2 separate regions of the Xenopus laevis genome follow, and region 2 is linked to region 1. Evidence: chromatin contacts called from public Hi-C data. All regions are on one chromosome and are shown on one strand. The core of a region is the stretch at or near the end of the contact, and the rest is flanking DNA. Distances in the headings are between cores, read along the strand shown.

What was found. A called contact is a pair of places that touch in the nucleus more often than the background predicts.
Region 2: a Hi-C map of the XL177 cell line shows a contact between it and region 1, with 3 times the contacts expected there. The contact joins the enhancer-like site here to the promoter of prrc1.L in region 1. A contact is called at or near these places in 2 of 4 Hi-C or Micro-C datasets (the XL177 cell line and the XTC cell line).

What each region holds. Positions count from the first base shown.
Region 1 is chr1L:182,314,874-182,318,988 of Xenopus_laevis_v10.1, reverse strand. It overlaps prrc1.L (proline-rich coiled-coil 1 L homeolog), which reads left to right and starts at 2,373. Exons shown (of 9, transcript NM_001127795.1): 1 at 2,373-2,524; 2 at 3,738-3,865. The coding sequence starts at 3,754.
Region 2 is chr1L:182,610,504-182,614,618 of Xenopus_laevis_v10.1, reverse strand. All of the region lies in intron 3 of marchf3.L (E3 ubiquitin-protein ligase MARCHF3), which reads right to left. Among protein-coding and RNA genes, the nearest start is that of lmnb1.L, 29 kb to the left of the region's middle. Within about 2 kb of position 1,983, at least 3 of the 7 cell types and tissues checked have an H3K27ac peak or open chromatin away from gene starts, as enhancers often do.

The DNA of each region.
Region 1 (4,115 bases), core at 1,124-3,623:
ATCATCTCTGTTTATGAGTGTGCCTGTATACAAGTGACAGCTAAGGGAAGCAAATTGTTCTAAGCCATAGGGAACAATCATTTTAATTGTAAGGTTTCGATGTTACAAGGTGAAAAGTCTAAATATATTATACTAGGGTAGTTTATACCATTTACCATAACATCTATAACAGATTATTAATATATATTTTACTTTTTTGCAGTATATCGCTCTCTCTAGTGTTACACATGATTCTGTTATATGTTAATTCCTCCTCTGGGAGGGTGGAAAGCTTTCCCATCTCCTTTCATTTTAATTCATAATGCATTATTGTATTGCAAATGCTAAATTACTATATCCAATCATGCTGTAAAACTGAGCTCTAAGTGATGGGGTAACTGAATTATATCACTGTTGCTGCTCATATTATCAACAAAGCAGACAGAAATGAAAAAGTGCAATAAATATGTAGGCAAACCGGTAATGGAACACTGGTTCATTTTAAGGAATTGTTTGCTTTAGATATGTGCTTGAATATTAACAGTCTTCACAAAATGGCACCTGTCAGCTTGCTGTGATTGTGTAATTCCAAACAAGTTTTAAATAATTCATATAGTGCAAGTAAAATGTATTTTGGTTGACTGACTCAATAGAAAAAGGATGTGTGACATAAAAGGACATTACTGATCCCCTCTGCCCAGTGACCTATTCCCCACACCTTCATGGAGATGCTTGTACATTAGTGACAACTTGGTTGCCTTTTGGTTGGCTGTACCAGTCCGGACGGTGAAAATTACAAGTGACATCAGCATACTCAAGAGGGAATATAGGATAGTTTATATTTTTTTCCAATAAAGGGCGTTAAACTCAGTCACATTACACCCCCAACTGGGGAACTCTACTGTTATGGGCCCACAGCAGTCACTTCATGGGTTGCCCTCTCCATTTGTTCCCTTTTTTTCCTGAGATACTATTACTTGCCTAATATCTTGCACCTAACAGAAGAGAATTACGAAAGACCCCAATGCTATAATATTATTCACATTAACTGCCTACAATGCCACCACCAGACTACCAATATATCGGGTTGGCACCTTTTCTGGAATAAAACACATTTCAGTATATATATATATATATATATATATATATATATATATATATATATATATATATATATATATATAATACACAAAAGCCATGAATATCCTGTAAATTATATCCTTATAAACGGTGAGTTCTGATGTCATCAGTTATAAACGGTGAGTTCTGATGTCATTTCTGTCACATGACTCACCAAAACTTGTGTATTATAATAAATAAAGTACCCCCAGTTGTAAAATATGAGGATATTAGAAGTTACCTCGGAGTTTCCTGACCTGTATAAAAACACTCGGCCTTCGGCCTCGTGTTTTTATATGGTCATGAAACTCCTCGGTAACTTATAATATCCTTATATTTTACAAAAGGGGGTACTTTATTCACTATATATATATATATATATATATATATATATATATATATATATATATATATATATATATATATATATATATATATATATATATAACATACACAAGAGCCACGAATATCCTGTAAATTACAGTATATCCTTATAAATGGTGCTTAGTGATGTCATAGGTTATAATCGGAGATTAGTGATGTCATTTCTGTCACATGACTCACTGAGGCTTGGGTATAATAATAAATAAAGAACCCCCTGTTGCAAAATACGAGGATATAAGTCACCTCGTAATTCCATGACCTGTAAAAACGGCCTTCAGCCTCGTGTTGTCATGGAAAGCCTCAGTAACTTATATTCTACAAGAGGGAGCAGTGGTGTAACTAGAAGTTACCCTAACCCGTAGGGGTTACAGTCTACACTAAATAACACTATAACACTGACATCATTTCTATCGGCAAGGTGTTACCCCATTGTTATACAGGGGTCGGTAGGCTTTAATGCTAGCCCCTTTCTACACAGCTGTGCCTAAAACAGAATTCAGTCTTCATGTATTAGATACAGCAAAACAATAAGAACCTGCAGATTTTAGTTACGGTTGAAAAGACAACTACACCTTGAACAGAACACTATGATTTACACAATAGCGCCATCACCCCGGCCCTCACTAAATCCCTAATGAGAACATTATCACATTTCAAGTTATTTTTTGCGTGGCAGTGGTTTCCCTTCAGACTAAATCCCATACAAAAGCCTTGAGGGCTCGTAATGGCCGCACGTCTCCTAGTAACCATAGCATCCAGCTAGCACTGAAGCCACGCCCTACCTCGGCCACACTCACTCCCCATACGTTCCTCCGTCAGTCAGTCGTAAGGCCACGCCCCGGTCCGGTTTACGTGGCAGCGCTGCAGTCAACAGTAGAAGAGCGGACATATTCCATGCCGGGTTATACCATTGGAACTAGCAGGGGCGGGAGTGATTAGTATCGGTAGCTGGTGGTGGCCTGTACTTTTCGGCGTGTTGGGAATATCGGCTATTTGCTGAAGACGTCTTCTACATACTATTGCCCGGCTTCCCTTGTCTCGGGTAAGAGATGCGAGCGGTAGAGAGAGAACGAGGTCTCATTATGTTGCCGTCACTTTAGTCCTTCATTGAAGACTCGGAGGGAGTCGAGGATTTTCTAGCTGCTCCTAATTAAACCTAGCGATGCGCTGGCTTCTGTGGAAAGGTTGCAGGGCAGTATAATCAGTGTGTGTTCTCCCAAAGGAGGAGTGCACATAAATCTGTTGTACCTTGTTATTTCTCATTGGCTGCTACTGTACCCCTGCACTGTACGGGTCGGGGCAGCAGCCAAAAACCTTCCAGATCTGTGGGGAGTGTTCATTTATCCACCTGAAGGCTTTTAACATTTATGTTTTAATCTTGCATGCTTCTGCTGTCAGTGGGTGGAGACTTTGACGTGGCAGTCTTTGCATTGCATTGTGGGAAATGTAGTCCATCTTTCCTTTTACACAAGTGTAGTGCCTGTTCTTCAAGCAGCAAACTGGTTTCAAACTATACTAGTAACATTTGCTATTCTATCCCATTGCCCCACACACATTAGGCTAAGTAGAATATCTGCCTTTGTATGTTTTTGGATTGTAAGCCAACCCATATAGTTCCACTCAGTAGTGCCCTGGCCAGGATCAAAATCATAACCTTAGCACAGCAGTGCCAGCAGCCCGCCCACATTTTGTTACAAACAAACTAGATTTGATCAGCTTTCAATATGTTTTTCTTCTGCTTGTTCGTATGTTAATGAGACTTTAGGACCATTAATAATAGGGGTCGCAAATTGCACTGGTACTGTTGCCCCTAGCAACTGGCCTGCTCAAAAGTGATGCTGTGGATTATGGCACTGGGGAAGTTTAGCACTTGTAGAAATCGGCATCTTTGTCTATATTAACTCATCGAACATCGGTATCGTTAGCGAGAAATCGTAAGTAACATAGACTGCATACCTGACCAAGCGAAAGCACATTTATGCTGCAAATAGCCTCAAAGTAGTCTTAATATTTTGGCTGTTTTCCCCTTTTCTATATGAATCATATGCTGCCCTGTTTGCATAATTAGAAAATTTGTTGTATGAAAGGCCTATAGCACATGGGTGTTTGAGCACCGTAGCAGAGAACAGTCAGATGGCAGTGGTGAATATATACCCCTTGTGCCGTGGCCCTAGCATCATTGTTATTCTGCCTTTCATTTAATTACATGGGAGGACACTTGTGCCAGTTGAAATAATGTAACTTCTTATTTGCAGTTTCCGTTTGCAGAAAATGATGGAAGAGAGTGGTATTGAAACAACACCTCCAAGCACCCCTCCTCCCAGCACCATCGGAACATCAGTAGCCGCAGCTACATCAGCCATCTTCACCCCTGTTCCACCAGGTAGTCTTCATATTTGGTATATTTCAAAGAGCATTTTGTTAAGTGGCTCAATTAGCATTAGATGGCATCATGATTTAACTTGCTTATGATCTCTGTGATGTGTACAGACTTTCTAATCTATATAGATTTACTGTAGTGGCTAAATTCCTCTTCAGTATTTATCAAATATTGGTACGGGTTAGTTTGATTAGCTTATAGTCAGAAAAGCAGAAGCTATGGCCATGGGGCAGAACTAAAATAAAATGAGCAA
Region 2 (4,115 bases), core at 734-3,233, 300 kb before region 1:
ATATACATAGCTCTGTCTCTCTCTCTCTCTCTCTCTCTCTCTCTCTCTCTCTCTCTCTCTCTATATATATATATCTATCCATATCTCTCTCTCTCTATATAGCTCTCTCTCTATATAGCGCTCTCTCTCTCTCTCTCTCTCTCTCTCTCTCTCTCTCTCTCTCTCTCTCTCTCTCTCTCTCTCTCTCTCTCTCTCTCTCTCTCTATATATATATCTCTCTCTCTCTATGTGAACTAAATTGTTTTTTTAACATAAGGTCTCTGGATTTTCATGGTATAATAAGCAACGTGTTGTATATCTTTTTCACTTTACAGAAATATATACGTCATATCTATCTAAATATGAAGTGAATAATTCTCAACTCAGTAAGTAACATGATTTTATTGTGTCTTTCTTGTTTCAATATAAAAGCAAAGTATCTTTTTTTGGAAACTGTTACACATTCTTTCTTTGAGGACCACAACGATCACTTATAATGGACACAACACTTGACAGCCAGTGATGAAAGGACACTTGTTACTAAAATGGAGAAAAAACACTTTTTTTTTTAAAATGAATGGACTGTATATGAACTGATGATGTCATGTAGCGGCAAAATTCACTGGTGGGGGTGGTTATTTAAGTTGTAACACAGAAATTGCACAATATCCTTGAAAACGGTCCCCAAGTGGGAACGAAACATCGGATAAGATGCGATCTCAATAAAGTGCAAACATTCAACTTTAAAGAGTGTGCTTATACTTTATAAATCTCTCTCTCTCTCTCTCTCTCTCTCTCTCTCTCTCTCTCTCTATTTAAGATGCCAGTTATCTATTTATGATTACCCAATGGCATATACTACTAAAAAAAAGTATTTTATTATGAAAATGGGTTATTTACATGAAGCAGGGTTTTACATATGAGCTGTTTTATGCAATATCTTTTTATAGAGACCTACATTGTTTGGGGGGGGTATAGTTTTCCTTTAAGGAAATAGTTTGTGTGGCTCTGGGTAAATTATCTGTCTGTCTATAAAGCTTCTGCCTTCTGGTGCCATAAACTGATTTAGGTCAGGCCGAACCCCTTTCAAGGTTTTAGTATGAAGCAGAGAAGGATATTCTAAGACAAATTGCAACGGGTTTTCAATATTTATATTTTGTGGTTTTTGAGTTATTTAGCTTTTTATTCAGCAGCTCTCCAGTTGGCAGTTTCAGCAGTCTGGTTGTTGGGTGCAGACCCTAGAAGCCATGCACTGATTTGAATATGGAATATGAACAGGAGAGGATGTAATAAAAGGCAGTAAGAACAATACACGTGTAGCCTTACAGAACACTTGTTTTTAGAGGGGGTCAGTGACCTCCATTTAAAAGCTGAAAAGAGTCAGAAGCAGAAGGCAAATAATTCAAAAACGTTAAAAAAGCAAAAAATGAAGGCCAATGGAAAAGTTGCTTAGAATGAGCCATTCTGTAACATACTAAATGTTAACTGCCCCTTTAAGGGTACACGTACACACTATATGAAATGTTATGAGTAGAAATACGTAGACATCTATAATAGAAAAGTCTTTTAGTTCTGGTTCTAGCCACTTATAAAGCCCCGCCGGTTATGGTGAGTAGAGAAAATGCCAGACAAAATAATTGGAAGCCATTTAATTCAGCAATTAAAATGTTAAGGGAACAGTTGGGGGGGAGAAGGAAAATGAGGAATAACATTGGGAAGCATCAGTATAGATGAGATCTGGAGACAAAAACATGACTTCAATATGATTCATGGACAGAAGCAGGGCATTCATTTTCATTTCTAATTATAACAGTAAAGAAGCTCATTAGCGCCATTACATCAAGCATGCCATTACCATTCCCCAAACTCGGGCTCTTTAATTAAGAGAATAGCAAAGAAATGAAGTGAGCGGATTCCTTACAGCCGGTCTGTTCCGAGGCATACGACAAATAAAGGAATAGCTTCATTGTAATGAGAAGTGGGGATTAGTGGCACAATAGTGTGTGTGATTGTGTGTGTGTCTGGCTGGAAGGGGAAAGTTCTACTCAGTAAAGCTGATACTTGCATGCACCATACTTGTGTCATTCGCCAGCTGCTCCCCCTGTATAGTCCCCGGCACCCCCCTGTATAGTCCCCGGCATTCCCCCCTGTACAGTCCCCGGCACTCCCCCCCTGTACAGTCCCCTGCAATCCACCCTGTATAGTCCCCGGCACTTCCCCCTGTATAGTCCCCGGGACTTCCCCCTGTATAGTCCCCGGCACTTCCCCCTGTATAGTCCCCAGCACTTCCCCCTGTATAGTCCACAGCAATCCACCCTGTATAGTCCCCAGCACTTCCCCCTGTATAGTCCACAGCAATCCACCCTGTATATTCCCCCCTGCAGCTCTCTATGCAACTGTATAGCATTGTTAAGGGCCTTATTTATCAAAGAAAATTGGGTCTTCATTTATTATCTGTATAGATTATGGTAGGGGGACATTATTCCATATACAGGTATGGGACCTGTTATCCAGAATACTTGGAACCTGGGGTTTTCTGGATAAAGGATCTTGCTGTAATTTGGATATTCATACCTTAAGTCTACTAATAAATTATTTAAACATGAATTCAAAGTAATAGGCTGGTTTTGCCTCCAATGAGAATTAATTATATCTTAGTTTGGATAAAGTACAAGGTACTGTTATTATTATGACAGAGAAATAGTTTGAAAAAAATATGATTTTTTAGCTTATAATGGAGTCTATAAGAAGGGGGTCTTCCCATAATTCAGAGCTTTCTGGATAATATATCCCATACCTGTGCTGTAACTTTGTGCCATTATTATATGAGAGTGCAGCTGATGCCTGAGCTTTGCTAGTCGGGTCCCAGTGATATTTGCTTTGGTATAGAAGGAAAGCTACAGAGGGAGTTTATTGCCAATAAATTAGCCACAATAGTGCAAGCAATAACACTATATTTATTCTGCAAAATGCTTTACCATACCAGAGTAAACGGCTCTAGAAGCTTTCTCTGTTTGTAAAGGATAGCAGCTGCCATATTAGCTTGGTGCGACATCTCTTCCTGTCTCTCCCTGCTCACTCATAGCTCTGGGCTCAGATTACAGCAGGGAGGGGTGTCGGGAGGAGGAGAGGAGCAAACTGAGCATGCTCAAGCACTGCCCTGGAGGTTTATGCTGAAAACGGGAAGTTTGATACAGAAGCCCATGTGTATACAATAGAAGGAAAGAAATACAGTGTTTATTTTGACAGAGGGCTCAAACCCTGTGAGGGTTTACTGGTGTATTTATATAGTCCTGTCTGATAAAGATTACTTAATTTTAACCTTTCCTTCTCCTTTAAACAGCATGCTGCCCTTACTTTAGGCCATATTAAGCAAAGCAGCTATATTAAAGATATAGTTCTTTTTAATAAATGGAAAAACATTAACAGTAATGTTCTACATATAGACGGACATATCCAGGAGACAGATAGCAATCCTTCAGGGAAAAATTCCACACCACAGACATGGTGGCAGGATTTTTCCACTGAGACTCCCTTATCTGTAGTGAGTATAGGTGTGTGTAGGAAGAAGGAGTAATCCCTGAGGTGGAGGCAGCCTGACGCATATAAAGAAGGAATGTGTTTAGGGGCAGCTGAGCGAGAAATGAGAAGGGTGTGAAGAGGGAGCAGTGCTCAGGGGAGTGTGGGTGGATAAAAGACGGGTGAAAGTTCAGTGTTGGAGTTGAGGACAGGCACAGGGGGTCATGGATGAAAATGGAGAAAAACAGAGAAGAGCTTTGAAGGTGCAGATGAGATCATTGAAGTAGAGCCGAGACGCAAGGGAGGGAGAGATACAAAATAAAATTAGAAGGAACAGTTTAGAAGTAGAAAAGCTCAGGCTGTGCAGAACATTCACACTCAATATAATGCAGGTTATGCACTGAAACAATCATTGATAATGTGGGCAACATATTGAATGCTCTTCAAAAGTTATTGAACTAAATCTGATTTGTATATATAGAATTATAATACACAAAAGCCATGAATAACTTTTAAATTATATCCTTATAAAGGGTAAATACTGATGTCATCAGTTATAAATGGTGAGTAGTGATGTCATTTCTGTCACATGACTCACAGAATCTTGTGTATTATAA